2 separate regions of the Sus scrofa genome follow, and region 2 is linked to region 1. Evidence: chromatin contacts called from public Hi-C data. All regions are on one chromosome and are shown on one strand. Each heading gives the region's core, a stretch centred on a gene start, on an enhancer-like site or on the middle of the called end of the contact. The rest is flanking DNA. Distances are from core to core; before and after follow the strand shown.

Region 1 (5,095 bases), core at 1,702-4,201:
TCTTTCCAGTTATACTGAAACAAGTCCGTCTATTCCAGGCCTGCTTTCTCAGCAGCATATTTCATTTGCAGAGATAAAGACAGACTGAAAACTCGTACTGGAGTGAATGAGATGCTAAAACTTAATGGGGGGGTGCACTAAATCATCAAAGACATGAGATTAGAACACCACTCCAAAACCAAGGACAAGCAGTTACTGAAAGCATGCTCCAGGCTGGGTATATCTCTTGAGTCACAAGGATACAAAACCATAACCCTCTGAATCACTGGACCAAAGGATATGTAATAAAATGTAGGAATGGTGAGGAAGTAGCGTGAAGGTGTGAGGTCTGGTAAACACCAAACCTGAAGGAGACAGTGGGTGGGGATTCCAGCCCTGAGTGAAAGGCTGGATCGTGGGATGCAGAGGTGGGAGGGCACACTGAACAGGGGACAAGCACGGGGGAGCAAAGTCCTAAAGGAGGGACTCTCTCCATGGGATATTGCACAAGAGGGAGGAGAGAGGCGTCTGCGCCAGAGGGTTACTGAAAGCGGTTGGGAGACACAGTTCGTAAAAGTACGTTGAACTGGATTATCAGAACCTTGAAAACCGGGCTCAGTTTAGACTTTGCCCTGTAGGCCAAGGAAGAGGAGGTGATATGAACAACCATGTGTTTTAGGAATAAACAAAGGAGACTGAGCTCATCAGCTCATCCTCCTAACAGTGGGCCCTTTTGTCAAATTCAGATTAATCAGCATCTATTGTCTAGTGACAAATTTCCCAAGCTATATGCTGGGGCAATTTTGCCACCACCTATATGCCCTGGAAATGCAATTCACATCTCTTGACTGATGATATATAACAGGGTAACCTGACTCCAGAACAGGAAAAAACAATTTTTTAAGAGAAAATACTATAGTTGTTCCTATGACAACAATAAAACCCATATTTTTAGGCTATGTTTGCATTAACTACCAAAGTCATAATAGTTTTGTAAAGCTTATATCCTGTTAAAATTAGAATTGATCACTTTTTTGTAAGTGGTAAGTACTCATTAGGCAAATATATTTACTCATTGCTAAATATAATTTAATTTGGGATTTAGTTCCCAATAACACTCACAAATAAAGGAACTGACTCCATCTCACTTCCACAACTACTGGCTACTTACTAACTGGCATCTGATCAGGAGCCCCTGTCCGAAATCTCATGACCAAATCAGGAAGAGGTGATCTGGAGAAGAAACAACATCCACTCATTTCTGAGTTATACCCATAGAAGACTGCAAGAATTCTCTAAGAAATTTAAAGGAAAAAAATTTCTGCAGCAGAGGAAAAAGAGGTACTTATATGCACATTATTATATACACACATATCTGCTTATTTATAAAGGAACACAATCCAAAAGTAATACATATGAGAGGGTTAGTTGGTTTTTTGTAACTGACTCAGGGATACAGAGTTAAAAAGTACCTAGAGATGCTAGTATCTCTGAAACTGACACAGTGGTCACGAAGCATAGAATAGGTTTAGGGACCCCCTCCCCAGTAACCACTAAGGTGAGAAAAAAAAAAAATGGGGGCAGCATGGGAGAGGAGCAGACGACTAAATTACAAACAAGCCCAATGAATGACCTGGAGAGGAAGTGATAAAAGTCTCAACCCACACAACTGTGTTTATCCTAGGGAATCTCACCCAAGCCTAACGGCCATTGTAATCGCCCGGCTAAAGGCAGAGCTCTCTCCCACAAGACCTTAGCAACCTCATTCCTCGCTAACTAGTGGAAGGACCAAGGTTTTTCACCTGGTTCAAAACCCCGCCCAGCCGCTGTTTCGGATCGAAACTAACAGAAAAGCAATCAATCCTCTGCACGTCCCGGGGCCTTCCAGCACCGCTGTAATGAATGCCAAGTGCCTAGCCCGGGACCTGTCACAGTTTTCCTAAGGCTTCGTCTTATCCCACAGCGGAATCGGGAATCACAAGGCAGTTCTGAAACCCTCTCCACACACACTCTGGTAGGGGACGAGTATCTGCACAACCAGCCCCGGGGGCCAGCCACCCCCGTTCCCAAGCCACACACTTCCTGCCGTTTCCATCACCACCACACCACCCCTAGAGTTTCGCGTTCAGTTAACAACTGCTCTCAGGATCGGAGTGCCTGGGAGGAAGGAGAGGAGGGCGGCTGCCCACCCCCAGCACCTCACTTCGGGCTTCCGAGAGAACCTAAGAGGGAAGGCAGAAAGCACTGGGGCAGCCAGCAGATCTCGCGTTCTGCCGGCCTCCGCTGGTTACAAAGTACTGAATGAAACCACACGGCCCGGGAGGAGGGGGACGAGCACCAGAACTGGGTGCCCGGGTTTTGCACGTTTCTGCCCTGCAAAGTGCTGCAGCTTTGGGTTCGGGGGACAGGACTGCCAGTTCCGGAGCACGATTGCCTTTTAACCATACGGATCCCCCAAAGCCAGCATGAATTCCCACACGGGGCTCCCGGGGAGGGTTCCGACTCCCACCGCCCCCGGGGTGGCTGCAGCCGGAGCAGAGCCCTCCCCGCGCCCCCGCGGGCAGCGGGAGCCGGATCCCGGTCCCGGGAAGGCGCGCACCTTCTGGCCCGGCGTCCGCCGCCCAACTTTTCGCCGGGCAGGGCCGCTCGCGCTAACTTGGCGGCGGCCGGGTCGGGGGCAGGGTGGGGCAAACACTCACCAACCCCGTACTTCTGCCTCTTGGTCGGGATCCAACGGGCCATGGCGGCGACCTCGCCCCGCGGCGGCTGCTGCGGCTACGGCGGCTACAACTCCCGGGGCTCCGGACGCCGCCGCGCCGCGCTCCTGCGCGCCCCAGGCTCTTCCGCCATGTTCCGGCAAACTTCGCCCGGCCCCGCGCGCCGTCTCCCCGCCGCGCCGCCGGCTATCCGCTCCGGCTCCAGCCCCGGCCCGCGGTCACCTGCTGGGCCAGGCGGCCGCGCCGCCGTGCGCGTCCCTCCCGGCGCCGCCCCGGCCCCTCCCGCCGGCCGCGCCCTCCTCCCGCCGAGGCCGCCTCCGCGCCCCGACCCGCCGGCTCCCGGCCTCTCCCGCCCGCCCCGGGCTCCGCGCTCTCCCGGGCCGGGGCCGGCTCCGCCTAGCGCACTTCCCGGGAGCAGTTTCCCAGCACAGCCTGGGGTCCAGTTTTTTCCTTTCTGTGTTTTGCTTTTTCACTCCCGCCTTCCCCACCCGGACTAAGCCCGGGAGGCTGGATCCCGGGGGGCGGGTTCCCCGCCGCGGGCGTCGGGAGGGCTGCGCTGGAGGCTCTCCCAAGGAGTGTGGGGTCCGCTCCCCCCGCACGCCTGAGCATCTAGGGGACCTAGGATGAGTTAATAGGAACTAGGATCTAGGATGAGTTGCTTCTCGCCCTCGGGGCACCGACGGTGCCCGGTACTCAGCGGGAGCGCAGTAAATATTTGTTGAATGAATGAGCAGTTGACTGCTGCGTTCACCTCCTAGAGCTTTCCCTGACACCACGAGAGCAGGAAGCCGGACTCCAGAGCAGACATGATCTCCTGGGGCCACCGTTTATTGCCTTCAAAGCCGGAACATTTGCCTTCTGGTAAATAGAGAACTGATGCAAGGGAGCCGGACTCCTTCGTATCAAGTAGTTTCCTAGGGGTGCCTCTGTGGGAAAAATTAGTTAGAAAGCCCCGACTTGGAAATCCTGTGCCCCGGAAACACCGAGACTCCTCCCCAGCTGAAGATATTGAGACCCAGCTGAAGAAATTCAGACCCTCATGCTCAAGGCAACAGTCCGCCCCAAGACTTCACTTTTCCAACAGCCCAGCTGTTGAGCATCCCTGAGGAGAGGAGGATCAGGCACGTGCATTCACTGGCTGTATTGTTTGGACAAAGAGGCAAATGCAGGGACTGTTCATCTGACCTGCCCTTAACTCCTTTTGTATCCTCTGAAACTTCTGGAACTCACTTCCTCCTGTGGACCTCGAGAATGAAGAAGATAGGCTCTGAATCCAGGTGGAGGTGGGGCGCTTGCTACCTGGCCCAGAGAAGTAAAATCTCAGAGTAACTGACCAGCTGATTTAAGTTCACCATCTGAGAACATGCCTCTTGAAATAAATTGTTTGGTTCTTGCAGTCTGTGAAGGTTTTCTTGCCTATCTGGAACATGAAAGGAAACGAAATGAAATAAACATGTAGTTGAACAGTGAAATATCATTGAAGACTTAGTGCATTTTACCTTTGGTCACTTCTCGCAAAGTCAGTTCTGAATTTTTTTTAAAGGTCTTGTTCATGGTGCGTCATTCCTAGGGCTTCCTTTCTTCTCCATCAACAAATAGGTATTTATTCATCAAGTGTAATGATGGTTTAAGAAACTGGTCCCTGTAGACTTAAGGGTTTGGGATTGGGTATGCACACAGGGGTATATGGTGTGATTGGCCAATAGCAAACTGCTATATACACAGAGAGCTCTACTCAATATTCTCCGATATCTATATGGGAAAAGAATCTGAAAAACAAATGGATGGGTTGTATAGGTAGAACTGAATCACTTTGTTGTACGCCCAAATTATCATAACATTGTAAATCAACTATACTTCAATAAAACTAAAAAAAAAAAAAAGTTCACTCCAAAGGCTTCCTTTTTCCTCTGTCAACAAATAGGGTATTTATTCACCAAATGTAATAATAATTTGAGAAATCTGTTCCTTTAGGAGTTCCCATTCTGGCTTAGCAGTAAAGACAGAACACTGTCTCTGTGAGGATGCGGGTTCCATCCCTGGCCTCACTCAGTGGGTTAAGGATCTGGCATTAAGGTGGCTGTGGCATAGGCCACAGCTGCAGCTCCAATTAGACCCCTGGGCTGGCAACTTCCATATGCCACACCCTTTAGACCTAATATTGAGAAGGAATTCTACCATCTGCCATCCCCTCAAAAATTTATCTTCCTCTGCCGATGACCTCATGATTAACCTAACTTTCCAGGTTAGGTAATTTCTTCTTTCCACAAATATTTAAGTGCCTACTAGGTATCAGGCATTGCTCTAAGAATGCAGGCACAGCAGGGTATAAAGTAAAATCCCCACCTTCATAGAGCTTGGAGTCTAGAGAGGAGAGTAGGACAATAAACAAATTATGC
Region 2 (5,095 bases), core at 1,293-3,792, 140 kb before region 1:
TCATGCTGGATGCTTTTGATTTGCTTTTTACCTATTTTAATGCACTTCATTCTTTGAAATAAATATTATGACTCTCACTTTAACGGTGAGGGAACTGAGTCACAGAGAGCTCAAGTGACATGTCCAAGATGAACCAGCTAGTAAGTGGCAGAGCTTACTACCTCTTCCTAGACTTGATCCCAGGCAATTGGCTACAAATTGCCCTCACATGTTTAAACAAAACTTGGACTGTTCTCGAAAAGGAGTTAACATTTTTCCATGTCCTTGACTGTTTTGAAATAATATTTGGCAACTGCACATATTTCATCATTTAATAACATTAAATTTTTTTTGTCTTTTTAGGGCTGTACCCGTGGCATATAGAGGCTTCCAGGCGAGGGGATGAATCGGAGCTACAGCTGCTGGTCTATACCACACCACAGCAACGCAGGATCTGAGCCATGTCTGCGACCTACACCACAGCTCAGGGCAATGCCAGATCCTTAAACCCACTGAGCGAGGCCAAGGATCGACCCGCAACCTCATAGTTACTGGCTGGATTCGTTTCTGCTGTGCCACAATGGGAACTCCTAAAGTATATAGTTTTACTGCCCTAAAAGTCCCCTGTGCCTGCCTCTTCCACTGTCCCTCTCTCCCCCAGCATTCTGTAACCACAGACCTTCTCAGGTCTCCATGATTTTGCCTTCCTTTTGGCTTAATCTTTGGTATGTTTTTACTTTCCCATATGGAGCAGATCTGAACCTCACTCTGTTGAGTCCAGCCACTTGTCCAAGTGGAAATACTACCCGTATTCTCTACCTGACCATGATTCATCAAAACAACCAACACAGAGCCCTTCTAAAAATCAACCATTTTTCTGATTCTTGAGTGTACCTTACATTTAAGCTGTTTTGTCTACCTTGTCACTTCTCTAAGGCCAAGCCCCTTGCAGGTACCTCCCCCAAATCTTCTCAGAGGTCAAAGGGACCAATCCTCTACACAGAACAGGGAGTACAGGATTTCTAAAGCAAGTCCCCTAAGCAGCCAATTCTTGGATCTCTTTATTCAGTAGGATTCCTTAAATATTACATAGGTTAAAAGAGTAAGAAGCTGTGATTGGCCATCACATGCCCTGATACACTCACAAGAAGTTTTTAACTTTTTATTGCTATCAGATTTCAAGAAAGGACAAAATGATGCCCCATTTGAACTGTTGAGCTGATTTTATGGAAAATCTCTGACCACTTGGGAAAGATTGGGAAAGAAGAATCTGTAGGGGGAAAGATGGAAGGCTAATGGGAAACCCTCCCTGCTCTTGGCCACACCTGCTTAGGCAGGAGACTGACATTCCTCTGCCAGGACCAGTGTCCTCCTCTTATTATCAACATCATAGGGCACGACAGTGGAGTTCATGAAGAGCTGAGTGCAGAATCCAGACTGCCCAGAACTGCACCTCAGAAGACAGCCCCGCACAGGGTCCAGTGCCCCAAGGCTAACAAAGAAATCCATGGAAACCAAAGAGAAAACCCAATGCTGGTGTCACTCAGGTCATCACGCCTACCGTTCTGGGTGAGCTTTGTAGAGCAGATGAGTGTGGCGATCTGAAAGCTATCTTTTGTGCTATCCTTGGTTGGTGTAAAGTTGGCTAAGGCTTTGGATGCTTGGAGCTCCTTTTCTTCCATCTCTGCCTTGGTTCCAGGCAGGCTCAGGTAGAACTTGGCATCTTCCATTTTCTTGTTGTCACCCTGTAAAGGGAGCATGTTGGGAATCCCAAAGCAGGGACAAAATCTCTTACGTGGAGATAGAAAAGTATCTACCCTGAGTGCAGGGCATTTTCAACATGAGAAATGAAGTTTCCTTCAATGAGATCCCTTCCAACTCTGAGACACATTCATACCTTTCCGGAGTCTGGGCGTGGAAATAATTTCAATACTGAATGAAAGTGGAGTAAGTTATGCACTAGAAATCAATATCCTAGTCTCTGGTCTACCTACATAAATAAACATAACAAAGAATAAGGATGGATTTTCTTTTCTTTTCTCTTTTTTTTAAGTTATTTCCCCAATATAATTTTTTTCCTACTGTACAGCACGGTGACCCAGTTACACATCCATGTACACACTCTACTTTCGCACATTATCATGCTCCATCATAAGTGACTAGACGTAGTTCCCAGGGCTACACAGGGATTTTGTTTTCTTGATTGTGTACATGGTCACAATTACACCTCATTGGGTCCATTGAGAAAAAAGAGCTTGCCATGCCTTCTAACGTTATTTATGAGCCAAGGAGCCATGAAGGGAAAGACACACCAGGTACATTCATCTCAAGAAAGCTACCCATCTGTGTGAAAAGCCTCCTGGATATTGTTGGACAAATGAGATCTTCCCAGCATCTACTTCCTTGGCTAAAATCTCAGTGGAAGTGACAGCTCTGCAACAGTTAGAGGGGAGTACAAGGACCAAACTGACAGGAAAGGAAAGGGGGCCCCGTGGCAGAGACAGGGTGCCTGCCTTGAGCTGATATGAAAACCACATCCTGCCACACCCACCACACTAACCCAGCCCAGCAGCGCAACCATCAACACTCCACTGCAGGGCGAGACAGAGAGCAGAAGGCTGGCGGCAGCCCTCAACTGTTCACCTGCACGGACCCATGTGCGGGAGAGGGAGGGTCTGTCCTTGAGGAGTCCACGTGCTAATGCAACATGCTCTTTCCAGAAAGGGGATGCGAGGCCACGGAGCTAGTGTGACCACAATGCTCTAGGGCTCTAGACTTGAAGGGGCAAACGTGTACAGGCCTAGAGAAGCTGTCAATATGTATATATATATAAGTCTGAAAGGAGTTTTCAGAACCGGTTTTGGAGAGAGTAAATATGTCCTCAGCAATATTCTGAGCCTCTTTCTTTCGCACCACCTTATAAACCACCAGATCGTGCCTCCCATCCTGCAGAGTGGTGCCATCCGGGTTCATCAGCTTCACGAAGGCCACCCCAAAGGCGCGCTCTGATTTATCTCTGGCTGAAAAGACAGGAATACGTGTCTGAGCAGGGCAAAGGGATACCAGGCGGTGATGGCTCTGAGAGCTGATGGCACATTTTGCTCTGGGGGCTCGTGTGCAAACACACTGTCATCAGCACAATTCAGGGAGCTCCAATAAGCCCCATGCAATGTGCACGGCACAGGCTCTCAAAGGAAACAGCTCCCTAACTGAAATCTTCTGGTGCCCCCAAGTGAGCTCCTCTTCCTACATCTCTGAGTCCACTCAATCATTCAAATCAGAACTGAGGGTGTTTAAAAAAACCAACGAAAAAAACAAACAAACATAAAAAAAAAAAAACAGGAGTTCCCGTCGTGGCGCAGTGGAAACGAATCCAACTAGGAACCATGAGGCTGAGAGTTGGATCCCTGACGCTCAGTGGGTTAAGGATCTGGCGTTGCTGTGAGCTGTGGCATAGGCCAGCACCTGTAGCTCCAATTCGACCCCTAGCCTCGGAACCTCTATATGCCATGGGTGCAGTGGCCCTAAAAAGACAAAAAAAAAAAGAACTGGGGGTGTTGACAATGATTCCCCCGACACCAACTCTGCATCCCCAGGGCCTCTGGCACCCATGCCCTTTCGCTCCACCCCTGCTGTTCCCACCTGAGTCCAGGCCACCCTCACTCTCCCCCATCTCCCCACAAGAAATTCAGATATAGAAGGATAAACACAGATCTCCCAGCCTAGAATAAGTCATTCCTTGGATTTCCTTAGCACCAATGGCTCTTGATATAAAGGTGCCACGTATCCTGTTCTCCAGACCCACAAAAAGCACTGCCAAGCAGGAGATAATATTTTTTGGATGAAAATAGTCAAAGATCCCCTATTACTTACATTCCTGAGACGACCTGTGTCGGAAGGTAAATCTTATATGACAGCGTGTGACCTCTTCTATAGCAATGGATACCTGAACAATCGTAAGAAAGGAAGAGTTTATATCAGCACAGGCCTTCGTACTCAGAGCTCACTGTAGCATCTGGTCGCAGGACTAATTTCTATTGAGTGAGAAATAGGGCAGGGTTTCCTTCAAAGGACACTGAGCGATTTTCAAAATTCAAAGCATCTCAAGAAACATTCATCTTTGCTGACTATCATCGATTCTGAAAATGGAGATGTCACACAGTCCCAGGACTTTCTCAGGTGGGAAACAGGAAATAGTTCAGAGGGAAAAGGTTGGTACTTTCAGGTCTATGTGGAACCTTTCAGACTGCAAGGTGTATATTCATATGGTAATAATTAGGGCCTCTAAAGAAGGAAAAGATAGAACACTGGGGACAAGGAGGCCTGTTTTTGTTGCTTATATACATAGAAAGGGCAGGGAAAACCAAGGCATGGGCAATGAAAAGAGCAGAGAAATTACGGCCAACAGTTTAATGATTGTATTATATAATCATGCCATGATTGTATAATGGAATATTTTGCAAGTATCTAAAAATACATTTCTGAAGAACTTCCAATGCCTCAAGAGAAGTAGTTTGAAAAGGCACACTATAAATTTGTACAAACAGCATGATTCAGAACATATGAAATATATAAAACTGTAGAAGATGGTTACTTCCGAATTGAGGTAATAGTGCCAATTTCTTTTCTTTTTTGTCTTTTGTCTTTCAAGGGCCGCACATGTGGCATACGGAGATTCCCATGCTAGGGGTCTAGTCTGAGCTGTAGCTGCCGGCCTACGCCAGAGCTATAGCAACACCAGATCCGAGCAGCGTCTGCAGCCTACACCACAGCTCACGGCAACACTGGATCCTTAACCCACTGAGTGAGAACAGGGATCAAACCCACAATTTCATGGTTCCTAGTCGGATTCGTTTCTGCTGAGCTATGAAGAGAACTCCTGCAAATTTTTTTTTTTTTTAACTGTTGTATGGATAGCTCATGACACTTGGACAATCAGAAAGAGCCAATGGATCATGGGGTGCAGAAGACATGAGCTCCAGTTTAGGCTCCAACATTGAGCAGCTAGAGGTACTTGGTAAGTCACTTTTTAAAAAATTTTTTAAATTCAAGTAGAGTTGATTTACAATGTGGTGCCAATTTCCACTGTACAGCAAAGTGACTCAGTCATACATAT

What was found. Hi-C and Micro-C count contacts between places; a contact is called where the count stands out from the background.
Region 2: a Hi-C map of blood shows a contact between it and region 1, with 2.1 times the contacts expected there. The contact joins the enhancer-like site here to the promoter of DOCK5 in region 1. A contact is called at or near these places in 4 of 47 Hi-C or Micro-C datasets (blood, embryonic fibroblasts, fetal heart ventricle and 1 more).

What each region holds. Positions count from the first base shown.
Region 1 is chr14:9,195,136-9,200,230 of Sscrofa11.1, reverse strand. DOCK5 (dedicator of cytokinesis protein 5) reads right to left here and starts at 2,951. Exons shown (of 52, transcript XM_021073736.1): 1 at 2,679-2,951. The coding sequence starts at 2,721.
Region 2 is chr14:9,337,313-9,342,407 of Sscrofa11.1, reverse strand. It overlaps DOCK5 (dedicator of cytokinesis protein 5), which reads right to left. Exons shown (of 52, transcript XM_021073736.1): 16 at 3,853-3,925; 17 at 2,896-2,999; 18 at 1,541-1,724. Among named protein-coding and RNA genes, the nearest start is that of GNRH1, 110 kb to the left of the region's middle. Within about 2 kb of position 2,542, at least 4 of the 83 cell types and tissues checked have an H3K27ac peak or open chromatin away from gene starts, as enhancers often do.